2 separate regions of the Mus musculus genome follow, and region 2 is linked to region 1. Evidence: chromatin contacts called from public HiChIP or PLAC-seq data. All regions are on one chromosome and are shown on one strand. The core of a region is the stretch at or near the end of the contact, and the rest is flanking DNA. Distances in the headings are between cores, read along the strand shown.

Evidence for each region. HiChIP or PLAC-seq counts read pairs in DNA pulled down with a chosen protein or histone mark.
Region 2: an H3K27ac HiChIP or PLAC-seq map of the NIH/3T3 cell line shows a contact between it and region 1, with 5 times the contacts expected there. The contact joins two enhancer-like sites. A contact is called at or near these places in 3 of 484 Hi-C or Micro-C datasets (3T3-L1-derived adipocytes, the HL-1 cell line and the N1E-115 cell line) and 1 of 115 datasets of contacts at active chromatin or transcription factors (the NIH/3T3 cell line).

What each region holds. Positions count from the first base shown.
Region 1 is chr6:94,403,731-94,407,514 of GRCm38.p6, forward strand. No RefSeq gene overlaps it. Among named protein-coding and RNA genes, the nearest start is that of Slc25a26, 95 kb to the right of the region's middle. Within about 2 kb of position 1,876, at least 38 of the 459 cell types and tissues checked have an H3K27ac peak or open chromatin away from gene starts, as enhancers often do. A contact at or near this core is called in the NIH/3T3 cell line, where this site is marked.
Region 2 is chr6:94,982,473-94,985,966 of GRCm38.p6, forward strand. No RefSeq gene overlaps it. Among named protein-coding and RNA genes, the nearest start is that of 4930511E03Rik, 40 kb to the left of the region's middle. Within about 2 kb of position 2,134, at least 10 of the 459 cell types and tissues checked have an H3K27ac peak or open chromatin away from gene starts, as enhancers often do. A contact at or near this core is called in the NIH/3T3 cell line, where this site is marked.

The DNA of each region.
Region 1 (3,784 bases), core at 626-3,125:
CTGCTGGGAGCTGGGAGTCTGTACTCTATCTTTACAGACTTACCCACCACATTGGAAGCATCCAATGTGTAACTCTTTTTCCTTTTCCACTTAGCACAATGTTCTCAAGGTTCAGCTGTGTAGTAGCATGTACCAGGCCTTCATTCTAACAGGACACACTGCCTTAGGGCTTTATGGCTGTGAAGAGATATCATGACCGAGGCAACTTTCATAAAAGACAACATTTAATTGGAGCTGGCTTACAGTTTCAGAAGTCCATTATTGTCATGGTGGGAAGCATGCAGCCTTTGGGCAGACATGGTGCTGGAGATGAAGCTGAGAGTTCTACATCTTAACCAGAAGGCAGCCAGGAGAAGGCTGGAATTCCACACTGGGTGGAAGGCAAGCCTAGGAGACCTCAAAGCCCACCCTCACGTTGACGCACCTCCTCCAACAAGACCACACCTACTCCAATAAGGCCACACCTCCTAATAGTGCTACTTTCCATGGGCCAAGCATATCGAAACCACCACACATGCTGTCTCAAAATGTGATGGGTCACCATTTTAGAAAACTGCAAAGGCAATCAAGGTCCCACCCCTGTTCTCTGAAGTAGTTCATAAGAGTTTTCTGATCCTCCTTTGGAGAAAGGAATAAAATCCTCACTGGACGGGCTGGTTTTGTGTGTCAACTTGACATAAGCTGGAGTTATCACAGAGAAAGGAGCCTCCCTTGAGGAAATGCCTCCATGAGATCCAGCTGTAAGACATTTTCTCAATTAGTGATCAAGGGGGAAGGCCCCTTGTGGGTGGGACCATCTCTGGGCTGGTAGTCTTGGGTTCTATATGAAAGCAAGCTGAGCAAGCCAAGGGAAGCAAGCCAGTAAGAAACATCCCTCCATGGCCTCTGCATCAGCTCCTACTTCCTGACCTGCTTAAATTCCAGTCCTGATTTCCTTTGGTGATGAGCAGCAGTGTGGAAGTGTGAGCTGAATAAACCCTTTCCTCCCCAACTTGCTTCTTGGTCATGATGTTTTGTCCAGGAATAGAAACCCTGACTAAGACCATCAAGTGCCGTGAATGAACAATGAAAACAGCTTAAAGTAGGAGTTTATTTCCCTACATTTAGAGGGTGTAGTCCATCTCAGAGAGGAGAGTGTGACCCAGGAGTGGTACATTCAAGCAGGAAGAGGATCCGAAGCAAAGTCCCTCTGTGTGTTCCCGATGGGATCTAGTTATCTGTATTCTATGTCTAAGTGTAATTTGTAACACCATGCTTCTTGAAGAAAGGACCAAAGGTTTAACCAAAAGGTCTAAGCAAAATTGTCATCTGGTCTTTGGCATGAAACCAGTAAAAGTTCACCTTGGTAGCAGTATCAGAATCTAACTCACAGTTCTTTTTTTTTTTTAAGATTTATTTAATTTATATGTATACTTTATATGTATACTGTACATGAGTACACTGTCGCTGTCTTTAGACACAGCAGAAGAGGACATCGATCTCATTACAGATGGTTGTGAGCCACCATGTGGTTGCTGGGATTTGAACTCAGGACCTCAGGAAGAGCAGTCAGTGCTCTTAACTGCTGAGCCATTTCTCCAGCTCCCTAACTCACAGTTCTTAAGGAGGATGATGACACAGCACACTGCTATTCCCCCAAGCACGTCCTAGATTTTGCCTGGTTTATTCTGCTGCAACAGAGATCATACACTATTTGTCGGCATGGTGAATGGAAGGATGGGTGGATGTGGGGTGTAGAAAGAGTTAGGAAGTATTAAGTTAGGAAGTGACACCCTCATCCCAGGCCTGCCAAGTTGGATCTGCAGAGGATGTGAGCTTCTGAGAGCACCATCCTTGGAATAAAGAGGACCAAACAGAGGCTGAGTCAGAATGAGTCATGTGCCACTCAGATATCCCAGATGCCTCTGAGCCGGAGTAGCCCTACACCGTAATCGCTGCTGGCTGCCTAGGTGTCTCTTAGGCCTTTTAAAACTCTAATAGTCATAAGGTTCTGGGAACTGAAAAAAAGGCGTGGATATCTCTAGACTGCATTTACAAGGACCATATAGGTGAAAGAGTCAAGTGTCTGTCTGCATTGACGGCTCCCTTTGCAACTGCAGAAACCCAGGCCAGAGAAGTAGGCTCTATCTCAGCCAACACTTGCAAAGGTGCTGGCTGAGTCAGAGAGATGAGGCCTGCCAGAAGAAATCCCACAGGCATAACGGTAAAATCAATGCCAGTGCTTGAGAAAATTGAATTCATGAGACCAGAGACTATTAGTGAAAGGTGAAAAATCCATATTTTCCATCTCTTCCCAAAGCAGAGTCACCATCAGTGTAAGATGACCAGTGAGCATTGTTGACAGGAGACAGTGAAGACACCAGATTGCATGAATGGTGGGCATTTGGGAGCCTCCCAATGTTTCTGTGTTAGACTTTTCATTATTTTGAAAAAAAAAAAAAAAGACCAGAGAAAATAAACTTTTAAAAAAGATAAAATGTATTTGGGCTCAAGAGATCTCAGCCTATAGTCACTGCTTTTAAGCCTAAGGCAAGGCAGAGGCTGGCAAGGGCATGGTGGAACGGAGCTAGCTGCTCACTGAGTAATGGCCAGGAAATGTTGCCTGGGTCCAGTAATTTCACCTCTAGGGGTACAATGCGAATGTTCCCCAACCACCCTTCTTAATTATGCCTTAGTTCTGAAAGCCAGCAAGATAACAGAAGTGCAGTGCTAGCCCATCATTACTAGCTACAGTATCCAGGCCGTTTGAGTAAGTGCTTCAGGCCAGTTAAGAACACAGAGGGGGCACAGAGAGGCAAGGGGCTGAGAAGGCACTGACTGCCCCACAGTAGACTCCCTGCTCTCTCCCAAGATCCAAGATCTGACCTTTTAAAGTGCAGTGACCTTTTTCTTTCTTTTCAAGAATATTACTTGAAAATTTTCATAGTAAATACAATGTATCTTGATCAAATTCATGCCCACCCCACCCCTCCGGCTCCTCCATACACTCTATCACTGTTTCCTCCCAACCGTAGTAGCTTTAATGTACTCTGTTGAACTAGAATTACTGAAGCTTCTGGCACCAGACTTGCCCTCCAGTGCCTTCTCATTAAATGGTTTAGCTCCTTCCAACTGCAGGGCCTCCAAACGCAGAGTCCTGTTTTACTATTTTTTGTCACTACCCTCTGCCCCTGGTCAGGAGTAGGTAAAAAGAGGAGTTGGGGACAAGATGTTGATTGCTTCTAAAGGTGTATCCCCACTGATCTACTTCTTCCACCTATACATACCCCCTACCAATTCCAAATAATGCCGGAAGATTATAAATCCATAAATCCATTAATGGATTAATCTATAGATGGAGGCAGAGTCCTCATGACACAATTACTCCCCAGAAGTCTCATCTCTGAGACTAGGTAGATGGCTTAGTAAAGTACTTGCAGTGTAAGCATAAAAACCTGAGTCCAAATTCCCTAGCACCCACATTGAAGGAGGAGGAGGAGGAAGAGGAGGAGAACAAGAACAAGAAAAAGAAGCAGCAGCAACAGCAGCAGCAACAGCAACAACAACAGCAGCAACAGCAACAACAACAGCAGCAACAGCTGGGCACAGCAGCCTATACTTAGAATCCCAGAAATAGGAAGGAACAAGAGGGCCCCTGGAACTCGGTGGCAGTTATTCCAGCTGAATAGATGAGCTCCAGGTTCAAGTGAGAGACCCTGTCTCAAAAAGATAGAGATCGACTGAGGAAGACAGCCAACGTTAACGTCAGGCCTTCACACTCTTGTGTACCCACAACACACCCTGT
Region 2 (3,494 bases), core at 884-3,383, 580 kb after region 1:
GAAATAGTCTTCCCAGAGGAGGTCACACTGATTGGTTATCTAAAACCAAGTGGTCAGCCCTAAAACCGCATACTTGTAAGGAACAGCATACAGACTGAGCAGATTGCATTTATATATTTAGGAATATGTATTATCAAGTCTCCCCAGCACTAACACTTATGAGCCTATAGGACAATACCAAAGCCAGCAAATTGACATAGCTGCAATGCATCATGGCTGTTTCCAGTTTACCTGGGCTCCTTACCACTCTTTCAGGCTAAGGTATTCACTCCCTGGATGAAGACAGAGCACAGCGTCTTCACTCACTTACGACGCCCTATTAAAACCATTTCCAGCTCCTTCTTACCATGGTTTCCAACCACTCAAACGATGACTAATAATTTTGTTTGAATTTTTCTCATTTCAGAAGTGCTATGTAAATGAAACCACCAATATCTAATACTATGAGGGTTGTATGTATCCATGATTTGTCCTTTTTCTTTTTTTAAAAAATTTTTATTAGGTATTTTCCTAATTTACATTTCCAATGCTATCCCAAAAGTCCCCCATACTCTCCCCCCACTCCCCTACCCACTCACTCCCACTTTTTGGCCCTGGCGTTCCCCTGTACTGGGGCATATAAAGTTTGCATGTCCAGTGGGCCTCTCTTTCCAGAGCTGTCTCTTGTGAGACTATGCCGGGGTCCTTTTTCTTTTAACTGAGTAATATTCACCTGTGTGTGTGTGTGTTGGTTTGTTTTGCTGTCTACTTGCTGAAGACCCTCTAGGCTAGTTGCAAGTTGGAAGCGTTGATAAAAAAAATAGCTAAAAACATTCATATATAGTTTTACTTTGAATATATCCTTTTATTTCTCTAAAACTAATACCCGAGAGTATAACTGCTAGCCCAAATGATAGCTAGAGGTTTAGTTATGCAGAAAATAGTCAAATTGTTTCCCAGAGTAAGTGCCCCATTTTCATAATGGTGCCCACAATGTTTGGATGATCCATTCTCTCCTCATGACTCCAGCACTTGGTGGTGTTCCCATTTCTAATCTAAGTAACAGGCAACAATTGTATCTCCTTTGGATTTTAATATATATTCCCTAGTGGCTGATACTGCTGAATACATACTGTCTGGATGCCCTCTCTAGTGACATAGCCACTCATATCTTTTACCAATTTTCTCAGTTCCTGTAGCTTATCTTCTCACTCAACTTACATGGGCCTTTTCAGTGCAAAAATTTGCCTTATAATTTTAAAATGTCAATTAGAAGAATAAAAATAACCATGCTTGCTGTTTCTTCCAGTAATTTAGCATGTATTTTCCTTGAAAGTGTTCTAGTTTCTGTTCTCTGTGACTAGATAATAAAGTGATATTGTATACCATGAGATTAGTTGGAAATAGTTTCAGACATGAATGAGAAGTGAGCTTGGATGAATTTTCACACTCTGTTTCTCCTTTAGAGAACAGAGCTAGCAATGAACATCCTTCTCTTGCAGACAGAGAAAATAGATGTAACTTCAGAAGAGAAAGCACACTAGTGTCTGAGACACTAAGCGGTAACTGTAGTCTGGGTAAAGGAAAGAAAACTGCATCACAGGAACTGTGATGTACCATTTGAATCACAAAAAATCTAGTAACCAGCTCCAACTACAGAAGGCTGGATCTCTGGATGATGGGAAATCCACACGTATGAAGCACCATAGCCACAACCAGAAATGGTCAGGTTAGTACATCATTGTGACATGCTAATATCCAGGTGTGGTCTTGTACGCTTATAGGCTTGTAATTCAAGTACTGGGGAGGTTGAGGCAGAAGGCTTCCAATTTCAAGGTTCACCTGAGCTACATAGTGAATTTAAGGCCAGCCTGGAACACATGGTGAGATCATACCTTAAATACAAAATAAAACATACATATATGCATATATAAAGAGTTTGAAATGGAGTTGACCTCTAATTGGAAAACAATTCCTCTCCTAGATGACATAGGCTATCAAATAAAAAGCTAAGCAATGTAAAATATGGGGTACCTCTTTTCAAATTGTGGTTAGCAGGGTCCCATAGACTGCCTCTAGATGTTACAGGCTATTGCCTTGCTCTTAATTGTCTCCAGATGGTAAGACTCTGTTGCAGATGCCATACACTTTAGTCATAGAATGTTGGGAAATCAAAGTGGTACTGACCTGGAAGCTTCCTCTCTACTGACTGCATGTCACAGTGCTGGAAGGTGCCGTGTAAACTACTGAGGGAGAAAACAAACCATCTGTGAGCCCTGTGAGCTCTAATAACAACTGGCCTGGCAGGGCAGGCTCACTGGGGCAATACTGGCATGGATGTCGTGGGAGCAATCAATCGTTTTCTGATTATAGTAAAGGCCTACTCCACAAGATGTGACTCATGCTCAGCAGCATCAATGGGGCCAAGAACCTATCAGCTTGCTAAGTCATAGGCTCTAGAAGAGAACCTAATATTATTATGCTGCTAAATGGATATAGCAGCAAACTAGTCTTCTCTTCATGTCATGGACTAGTGCATCTCCCAAGCCTCATCAGAGAAGCTTATGTTTTGCAGAGACCCTCGACTAGTCAATGCTCAGAAAATAATGACCCACGTGTGTTAAATAGCACATCTATATAATACCTCTTCCTCCCAGGGCTTTAGGGCTCACTACAGAAGAGGGAGCAGAGAGATAGTACAAAGCAGAGGTAGTTGATAAATACAGAGAAACTGTGTCGTTTTGGACATGACAGGGCAGCTGCACACAGGAACAGTGGCTATGACTATATGTGCAAGATAAAGCCAGACAAAATCCTAAGCATGGGTGGGGATGAAGTCACAAACTGAGGGCTTAGGGAACGTGGGCCCTGAGAGAATGCCCATGTCCAGTAGATGGCCTTATACCCATGCACATAGTGGCAGCACTAGGAGACTCCATGAGTTTAAAAAAAAAAAAAAAGCACATGAAATTGGGACAGAGTAGTGCTGGTGGAGATGGAGGAGAAATTGGAAAGATAAAATAAGAAAAAGAAAGAAGAAGGTTGATGGCAGTTAGACAGCCAAGGTGTTGTGTGAACTATTCTGAGTCTGATGGTGTATATTTGATGGTGTATATTTGATGGTGTATATTTACAGAGTGTTAACTTATTCAATTTTGCATTTCAACTTTCTATGTTTTAACTTAGGCTTAAGAGTTTGAAAGAATGTATCATACCCAAGCCTGAAAACATCCAGTTTATGAAAATGCAAACACAAATGGTTGTCCTTCAGTTCAGGACTCCCCATAGATTCCAACGGCTACAGAGGCACAGTATCAAAACGTATTTGCATGCAGCCTACCAACATTCTCCCCCACACTTTCAATCATCTGTAGATCATACAGAATACTTATTGCCATGCCAATGATATATAAATAGTTGCCATATTGTCCCATTTAGGAAAAAAATGATGTTACAGCTTGACTATGAAGTGCCCCCATAGACTCATATTTCAAACACTTGTTCCCCAGATGCTA